Linked DNA regions of Macaca mulatta: region 1 is linked to region 2. The links are chromatin contacts, called in public Hi-C maps. All regions are on one chromosome and are shown on one strand. The core of a region is the stretch at or near the end of the contact, and the rest is flanking DNA. Distances in the headings are between cores, read along the strand shown. Region 1 holds the start of CCDC7 (coiled-coil domain containing 7). Region 2 holds the start of EPC1 (enhancer of polycomb homolog 1).

Region 1 (4,918 bases), core at 70-2,569, 75 kb before region 2:
CCAAAGAAACTCCATCAAAACCATCAGGTCCAAGCAAACATCAAAAATTCCACCAAAACCATCAGGACCAGCAAACAGGATGTAAGAAGAGTGGCCAATGAGCCAATAAGTAAAACCAAAAGGGCACATATACATAGAAAGCAAGGAAAAGAAAATGTCACCAAGGACGAAGCGATGAACTATGTCAAATGCTGAGTCAAGTAAAATGAAGACTAAGAGCTGACACTGGATTTGGCAACATGGAGGTAGGTCATTTGTAACCTGAAGAACAGAACGGCAACAATTTCAGTAGAATGATCGAGGTAAATATCTGACTTACCGTTCAAAAGAAAGGAAGTAAGAACAAAGAATTGAATACAACCACTGTAGACAAATTTTACTACAAAAGGGAGGAAAGAAATAGAGTATTACTAGAAGAAAACATGGTCAAGAGGAAAGTTCGATGGAAAAAAGAACAAGTGTATTATGGATTGCATTGTGTCCTCTCCCCCCAAAAAAGTGTGAGGAAAGGAAGGAAGGAAGGAAGGCAGGAAGGCAGGCCGGCCGGCCGGCCACGCTCACTTAGTGCAAAAAAAAAGAGAAAAAAGAACCTGACAAATGCTCCGATGAAGTTCACATAAATACAAAAATAGAGTCACACGCAATGAATACCTGTATTAGCAAGCAAATATTTAAGGATTTTACATATTTAATTCATTTATCCCTCCTAACAATGCTAGGAAGTGGATGTCAGCATTACTTCGCCCAAGTGCATCTGTCCCTTTCCGCCACCACGACAAATGTTTTCTGGTTTCATCCTTCAAGGATTAATGTACATTCATTTCAAACCCTTTAATGACAGTGTACAAAATCGAGGAGAGCGGCAAGGGTCGGCAGGGGGCGTAGGGAAAGGATGATTTGCCTTCGATCCCAGATCTTGCATAAAAAGCAGCACAACCGCCACGGAGGCAGCCACGCAGCGGGAAAACTAAGTGCAAACCCAGGACTCTCCCGAAACCCTCAGGTCCGGCTGAGAGAGCCGCTCGCGAGGCTCCCGGCCCTGTGTACCTGCTGAGACTGTGGGAAGTCGGGTGACTGGGCGGTTTGGCCTTGCCAAGGCTGGCTCTAAGGTGAAAAACTATTTGCCTGAGGAAGATGGCAATTCCGAGCCTGCCAGACTTCCTTCGAGACAGAAGCCTGAAAACTCCTCAGACTCCAGCCCCACCCTTTTACAAACTGACGTTTGTGCTGAAAGAAAAGGCCCGGCCTCTGCGCCCCCGGGCGGCAGCAAAGACCGCCGGGCGCCCGCCGCCGGCGCCGGATGGGGCCGTTGATGCCACGTCCCAGACGCCCGACGCCACGACGCCTTGGCGCCGCCGACGTCGCTGACGCTGCGGGCGTGAGCTGCGCGCCAAGAGCGGCAGAGGAGACGCAGTTTGGCTGCTGTGGGGATCTGACGGAAGGTTGATAATGTCCATGGGCACGTCGGCCTCCTCCTTCCTTATTCTTTCCGATGTGTAATTCCGGGACGCCCGCGGAGCGCAGATTCATCGAGGCATTTGGCCTAGAGGCCTGCGAAGGAGAAATAAAATACAGGCCTGGTAGGACCTTTAAGAACCTGGACCTTTAAGAACCTGGGCTTCGCCTGCAAAACCGGAGCCCCAGTCCTTCATTCATCTGCTATCTCCTCAAGCTCTTTTCAGTGTATTGTGGAGTTCATTACCAGACTCTAAGCTCGCACGGAAGTGTACATCAGCTTTGTGATCTTAAAAGCAAAACAAAATCAAATGGACTAGGAATTAACTCGAAGCAGAGTTGTGACACTTAAGTGGTTTCTTGCCATCAGCTTCCACGCACTGCTTTAATATGCAATTTTACAAGATAGAGTTTTTTTCGATAATTTGACCTCAAGAAATATATTAATTTTGTCTTTAAGTTGAACAAAGTAAAATGTTTTTAATATTTTAAAATATTAATTGGTTCTCACTTATTAGGTGGGAATTGAACAATGAGAACACTTGGACACAGGAAGGGGAACATCACACACCGGGGCCTGTTGTGGGATGGGGGGAGGGGGGAGGGATAGCATTAGGAGATATACCTAATGTAAATGACGAGTTAATGGGTGCAGCACACCAACATGGCACATGTATACATATGTAACAAACCTGCACGTTGTGCACATGTACCCTAGAACTTAAAAGTACAAAAAAAAAAAGAAAAATACACATATAGACTGTGGTAGGGGGCGGCAGGGGAGATCAATTTACTTGTTGAACTGGTTCATATGCATTTTCCAGGCAACAGAAAATCTAAATTTGAAAGGAAAAAAGTGAAGAAGGGGAAGCTTTAGTAGCATCATTCAAGTGTGAGTATGTATTACTACATAGTCCTTGAAATAGAAGGGGCTTACATTATGAAATACTGAAAGATCTAAGAGCTTTGAAACAAAGTTGAAAACATATTGCTTAGTGGTAAATAAAGCAATGTAGGGTTTCAACTGTGCTATCCAATGTGGGAGCCACAACCCCAGGTGGCTACTGAACACCTTAAACGTGTTGGTCCAACTGGTATGTGCTATGAATGTAACATATACAATACACGTCAAAGGGTTGCTATGAAAATAAAAAAGAATGTAAATATCTCAATAATTTTATATTGATTGCGTTGAAATACTATTTTTAATATATCAGCTTATAAAATATATTACTAAAATAAAATATTAATTGATATAATTTAATTGTTAATAATGCCTGTGTGTAAATGAAAGGAATAGGAAAGATGGAACTAAAACTAAAAACCAGATTTAAAGGAGACCTTAGATTTGACATAATAGATTTAAACTATTTTCTAAAACTCTGAAAATTGATTGTATCTAATTATTTCTAATTTTCCAGTAAAATCTGAATGCCTCATCAGAGATTCCTGAAAATTTATCAGCTCCCAAGAGCTGGTGTAGGCTAGCTCCAGCACACCACTGGGAGTTACCACTGGGGTTGCCTGGAAAGGGAAAACAAGACATCTTCTGGAGTGCCAGAAATGTTGTCTTCTGCTCTTTCTGGGTGCGTTCAAAAATTCATGAAGGCAGGCGGGCACAGTGGCTCACACCTGTAATCCCAATACTTTGGGAGGCTGAGGTGGTGCATCACTTGAGGTCAGGAGTTTGAGACTAGCCTGGTCAACATGGTGAAACCCCATCTTTACTAAAAATACAAAAATTAACCGGGCATGATGGCGGGTGCCTGTAATCCCAGCTATTTGGGAGGCTGAGGCAGGAGAATCACTTGAACCCAGGAGGTGGAGGTTGCAGTGAGCCGAGATTGTGCCATTGTACTCCAGCTTGGGCAACAGAGCAAGACTCTATCTAGAAAAGAAAAAAAGAAAATCATGAAGGCATATGCTTATTTGTGCACTTTTCAGTATGTGTGTTTTATGTCAGTAATAAAGAAAATGTACATATAAATGATCAGATTTATTAAACTTTCCACCAACAATTTTTTAAAGTTGGCAATAAAATTAAGAAAGTAGTTTAGAAAGAATTGAATTGCTAAATTCAAAATCTCCCAAAACCATTGTAAATGAAAGGGATAGGAAAGATAGAACTAAAAATCAGGAGAGATAAAAGAAGACCTTAGATTTAACACAGCCAATTTCAGTTATTTTCTAGAACCCTGAAAATGGATTATATCTAGTCATTTCTTATTTTGTTGGTAAAATCTTAATGGTCAAGTTGTCAAGTTAGCATACATTAGCAAAACTCTCAGCATGAGTCTAGCCAAAAGTTCACCATTCATATCTGTAGCCTTAATAGTCAGCACAGCTAAGAACCATAGAAAAGTTATCAGTGCTGACAATGTAAAGCAAAGAAGTTTAAAAAGTTAATAAATTTAAGCATGTAATATCAAATTCTGCAATGGTTTGAGTCTGTGACATGAATAGATTATTCTTTGAAAACAAACAATACTTATGAATAGAGAGGAACTTTTTCATCTGATGAAGGACATCTGTGAACTATCTCCAGCTAGCATCATTTTTAAGAGTGAAAAGTTGATTTTTCCTTAAGATCGGAAGGAGGCAAGGATATTTGCTCTCACTATGTCTATTCAATATTATACTGGAGTGCAATAAGGCAAGAAAAAGAAATAAAGGCATAATGATTTCAATGAAAGAAATAAAGCTGTATTTCCAGACAACAATACAATTTCCAGACATCTACAGTGAAAACTATATAACATTACTGAGAGAAATTAAAGAAGATCCAAATAAATGGAGATTATATACCATATTAATGGATTAGAAGACCCAATATTGCTAAAATGTCTATCAATATTTATCTATGGATTAAATGCATCTATGATCAAAATCCAAGCAGATTATTTTCTAGAAATCAAGAAAATAATTTTGCAATTTATATGGAAATGAAAAAGGCTAGAACCAAAACAATCTTGAAAAAAATGAGCAAATATTTAAATGACATATACTACAGGAGTTATAAAGTTATAGTAAGATAGTATATTACACGAAGATAGACAAAAATGGAACAAATAGAGGGTTAAGAAATATATCCACATATGTAAAGTCAATTGATTTTAAACAGTACCAGTGTACTTCAATGGGGAAAGAAAAATCTTTCCAACAATGAAAATGAAAACTGATATCATTGAGAGAAAAAAAAATTATCCATGACCCCTGCCTCATGCCACACCTGAAAGTTAATTTAAATTAAATCATAGACCTTGTGCCATGGACACATACCATACATATTATCCTTCAAGGGATAATGTGAAGGGTTCTGCTTCCAGCCAAGATGGAGTAACAGCAACTGGGTTTATGTGAAGGGTTCTCCTTCCACCCAAGATGGAGTAACAGCAACTGGGTTTAACCTCCTGTCTGGAACAAGTAAAGAATCAGACAAAATCTATGAAACAATGAATTTTGA
Region 2 (4,885 bases), core at 745-3,244:
TGCCCCGAAACATTTCATTCTACAAATTATCTTTACCAAAACAAAAACCAAAAATCCCTCGAATTGTGTATATCATGAATATGGTCTCAAAAACTCCAAAGAAAATTATCCCATAGGAAAGCATGTAATCAGAAGTATGTGTATCTTACAAAGTGCACAGAACATCCTAATCTACAGATAATAAAGTATATGAAGGTGTATACACATATGGATGTGCATATCTAGGTATTTTCTTTACCCTGGCTGTTCATTAAATATATCTGACCCCAAGTCTACTCAGATTGTCTACTTCACTTGACAGTAGAACAAAGGCAGGAGATGCAGCCCAGAGAGGGGTCTAGCTCAAATGCTATCTAAATTGGCCAAGGCCCCATGGCGGTAGGTGACCTGTCTAGTTAAAGTTCAAGGAGGTCTCACTAAAAACATAGCGAGTTCTACCTGCTAGCTTATCATGGACAGGCTCTGTTTATTCCAACTGTCCTGTAATTAGCCCTTTTTACTCTCAAAGTATCCTGTGTTAGACGATAAATTCATAGTCACCCTAGCTACATCTTTCTAAGAATGTTACCTATTAAATGCCAGGCAGGGATACCAGACCAACGTGTGTGTATATACATGTATGTGTATGTGTGTGCATATGTGCATGTGTGTGTGTATGTGTGTGGTGTGTGTGGAGGGGGAAGAGATTGTGAAGAATGTAGATCATTCCCCACTCCTTTCTTAATCCAGTTCCTTTAAACCCTGTTCTCTCCTTGACTCATTAGAAAATTTAGTGGGCAAAGAATTTTTACTATGTTAACACATGTATGCAGTATTTAACACACTACAATCTTTGTCGACTTTTCTTACTTTACATTAGCAAGCATAGTCTTGCGTCAGTTTAACGTTCATTTTTTTAAAGTCTTAGACTTTGTCTTTATTTAAAAGCCCAGTTGCAAACACCAAATACCTGACTCAGCTCACAACTAGAGACCGAGCATCAAATTTCCCAGCCCACTTAATTTGAAAGCCTGCCAAGATAGGTGAAAGACCTTATAAATATGTAAAGCAGGAAGTTCAAATTACAGTCAAGTAAATCTCTAGTGATTGATGTTCTTTTCAAAACAATTTTAAAAAACTAATAATGACCAGCACAATTCTAAGACCCTCTTACCAAAGGCTTCCCCCGAATTCAGACTCAATGGTGTACTTTCAGTACTGTATTTATTTTGGATTTTTACCACTTCCTGGAGGCCAGGAGGAGGCACAGTGGGAGGATCCTAAAAAACTCAGTACCACAGCCATTTTGTTTGTAAGGCAGAGTGGTAGAATTCTGCCAGCCGGTAAAGGTTTTTGAAACAATTTTTAAGGGGGGGCGGGGGAGGGGGCGGGAATATGCCTATTGTTTTCATTTAACCGCTAAATTCATTATTTTATTTTACTTTTTGCACACATGGTAGTTACTGTGAATAAGAAATTACGTATTTTTTTCCCAAGGAATTAGAGATCTCGGAGCTAAAGGAGTCATGAATTTTGTTCCAGGATGACTGGCTTCTCTAGGTACCCTCATGAGATCAAATTGAAAAAATATTTTGATGGACATAGTTTTTACATGGCCAGGTTTGCATGCGGAGGATCTATCGACGTTTTGGAAAGGAGCAACAATTTGCTCAAGAAAAACATGATAATGCTGTTTTAAAAAGCAAAAACAAAAACAAACAAACAAAAAACCCCACATCCAAGAAGCCAGAGTGTTCCTTCAGATGTTAAAAGGGGCATTCCCCCGAGCTCACAGGCAGCCGTGGGTGCTATTGTCTTGCAGTGTCACTTAATAGCGAGCTTAGACTTTTGTCATTTGGGTGGCTGTGCTTTTAAAAGCCCAGTGTAAAATGGCACACACACTGCATTTTTTTCCGAGCTGCAGGAGGCGGGGGCAGCGGGGGATAGTGCAGACTGTAGGGACACTGCCCTCCCAGCCAATCAGCGCTCGCCTGCTTGCCATCGCAAAGTTGTTAACCCCAGAGTCTTCTGGCTGTGCTGCCTCCTCTGCTTTTAATCTTCTGTGGATATTTCTCCGATTTCTCCCAAACGCCCATAGATCCTGGGGGAAGCCACCCCATTCGGCCGCCGATCATGGAAGAAAGTATTACTTTTTATTTACCAAACATTTTAAAGATGTTGGAAGATCCGTATGCTGCCTGGAGGCTGTTGTTTCTAGAGACACAAGTATCCAGCCTATATTGTTACAATTTTTTTTCAAGAACTGCCGTCTTCTTTGCCTGCACTAATGGTAAGTTTGTAATTTTCACCATTTATGTCATTCAGTCTTCGAAAGAGCCACCGGCTAAAAAGGATTTTCATTGTGTTTCTTCTAACAAAACCAATCTTTGTATTTTTCTTTAGCTTTGATCTCTGCACGTTCTACCTAATCTTGCTTGGTTAATTTTTACCAAGAGAAAAAAAAAATAGTTTTTTTTTCATTGTTAAAGCTAAATGTTTATAATATAAATTATACTTTAATTACTGTGAACTACAGAGGAACTCAGATATTTCAAGATGGACTTGTTTTGTGCCAGTAATGTTGGCAATGCCAAATATGTGCATATCCTCTTTATAAAAATTATGTCTTACCTAATTTGTCCAGGACTCAATTATCAGCAGGCAAACTATGGATATAGTTTTTTTTAAATGGACCTATTGTGGTTCTCTTGATAGATTACTTGGATACAAACTACGGAAAAGCTGCCCTTGGTATAATGAAGGTGGAGGTTGACATAACCGGGTTTATATTAAGTTATGGCTGTTACTAAATAGTGGATCTTTTATTTGCTGATCAGGTCTCAACTTGTAGTCTATGATATTATTTCTTTGAAGCTCTTCATTAGATAATCTTTGCAGATCTTGCTTATTTTTCTCCAATAAGGTACATTTGGGAGACATTTTGTAATTTTTGGCATTTTTCTAATTTTTTTTCTTTTTGCACACGGTGGGAGATCTTTTTTGTTTTGCATTGATCTGTGTTGGTGGCGCTGTAGTGCTCCTCAACAATTTATGTCAGTTTCACTAAAAGAAAAAAGGAAGAAAAAAAAGAGGTGGGGCAAGATTTGATCTATTCTCTTCTCCCTTTATTTTCTTAAAGAAAGTTCATTTTAGTCAGTGGAAATATTCAGTTGTGTTATTTAAATGTTTTCTGTGAACTGTGAACTGTGGTGAGAGCAGACATGTCGTCACAACCAGTCGAGGGAACATCAGGGACATGCATGCAGTTTGCAGTTGTTTTATCTGATCTGATTTATCATCTCTATATCACAATTATTCAATAATAAGCTGTCGATTTATCTTTTTAGTAACATTTTGCGTTTTCCTTATATTACAAAATTACATGTGTTAGTGTATTTTCAATTTAACCAAACATTTGAGTTTTAGTTCCTTCAACATTGTAAAAGTTGAATTTCATTTTGAACCTAGGGATTTCTTAAATAACTATTCTAAGTTTCTCCTGAGGTTTTTCTAATAAATAGTCATATAATAATTCCTACATTATTATTTGTTTCATTTTGAAATGATACTTCAACTGAATTTACAGATAGCCTTGTTTATAAAATAACAAATATTTTGGAATAAGATAATTTTTTAAGAATATGTGCACAGTTGCTTTTAACTTTAAAAATTTTGACGTTCACATATCTAAATGCAGGATTATATCTTTTCCATCTTTGTTCTTATTGAGAGTTATCTGATTAGAGAACATGGGATTTAGGCCCAAAGCCTCCCAAGAACAAAAATGTGTTACGATCTGACATAGGTTTTACTGGTCTCTGTAAATATTTTAGTTGTTTATGGAGATAGTAAGTGTGCCCTTAGTTCAAAAAGAAAGTGGGACAAATCAGTAACTGAACCCTAAAACATTTTTTTTTTGCCACATAAAATAAAAACAACTGAAATAGTATACTAGACCACTTTTCCATAAGATTGAAGAGATTATTTTTTGAAAGAGTGAACATGTCAAGAATTATTATTTAGTGTGTTTATCCACTTTGAAATATGTAAATGCTCGTTTCACTTTTTAATCATTTAACAGGTTGAAGTAAAAGGATGTGTGAAAATGGCTAAAAATAGTATTTCTGATTTTTGTGTCTCTATACTCTATCTACATAACCCTTTCCTTGAACTTCAAAAATAATTATGTATTATGCCCATATTTTGTTTATACTATGCTATAAAAATGTGAAAATGTTCACTGTCACATTTTAGCTATTCATAAAATGTAAATGCCCCATCAAAGCTGGTTTTTGACATTATAGATTATTTATAGAATGAAATACTGCAGGTGTAAATATATTATCTAACCCTCTGGTTATGCTGGAGAGTTTAGTTCTCTGAAGTTGATCTAGCAAATAAAATATACTTTCCAACACATGTATTGCTAAAATAGTCTGCTATTCAGAATGGTGATCATTTTTATTTTATTTAATCTCTGAAAACTAAACGTGTATATAATGTAGCCCCCTTTTAAAAACAAACTGATGCTATGAAGTCCATATGTAGCTATGCAATGCTCTTTGTTCTCCTACATCATTGACTATTACATCATTGATTATGAAGTAACTATTACAGTTAAATCTTCACTTTTAAAAATCCTTCATATATATTTATATGACAGATAACATTTTATATGTGACTCTTACATCACTATGTATTTAAGGAGGTTGAAATCTATGAGAAAAAAACAATTCACTATTTTATATTATTCTCCATTTTAAAATCCACCTTGAGCTTCATTTTAACTCTTGATTCCTTGGACATTAATTTTTTTAATTGATAACATTTTTATAGAAATTTAGTTCATGAGCTTGGTGTGATTGTGATTAGAATTATAACAAATTTTCTTTACTAAAAACCTTTA

What was found. A called contact is a pair of places that touch in the nucleus more often than the background predicts.
Region 1: a Hi-C map of CD4 T cells shows a contact between it and region 2, with 5 times the contacts expected there. The contact joins the promoter of CCDC7 here to the promoter of EPC1 in region 2. A contact is called at or near these places in 5 of 14 Hi-C or Micro-C datasets (CD4 T cells, cortical neurons, fetal cortex germinal zone and 2 more).

The regions. Positions count from the first base shown.
Region 1 is chr9:33,824,644-33,829,561 of T2T-MMU8v2.0, reverse strand. It overlaps CCDC7 (coiled-coil domain containing 7), which reads right to left and starts at 1,319. Exons shown (of 45, transcript XM_028826154.2): 1 at 1,048-1,319.
Region 2 is chr9:33,750,815-33,755,699 of T2T-MMU8v2.0, reverse strand. EPC1 (enhancer of polycomb homolog 1) reads left to right here and starts at 1,994. Exons shown (of 14, transcript XM_015146768.3): 1 at 1,994-2,269. The coding sequence starts at 2,267.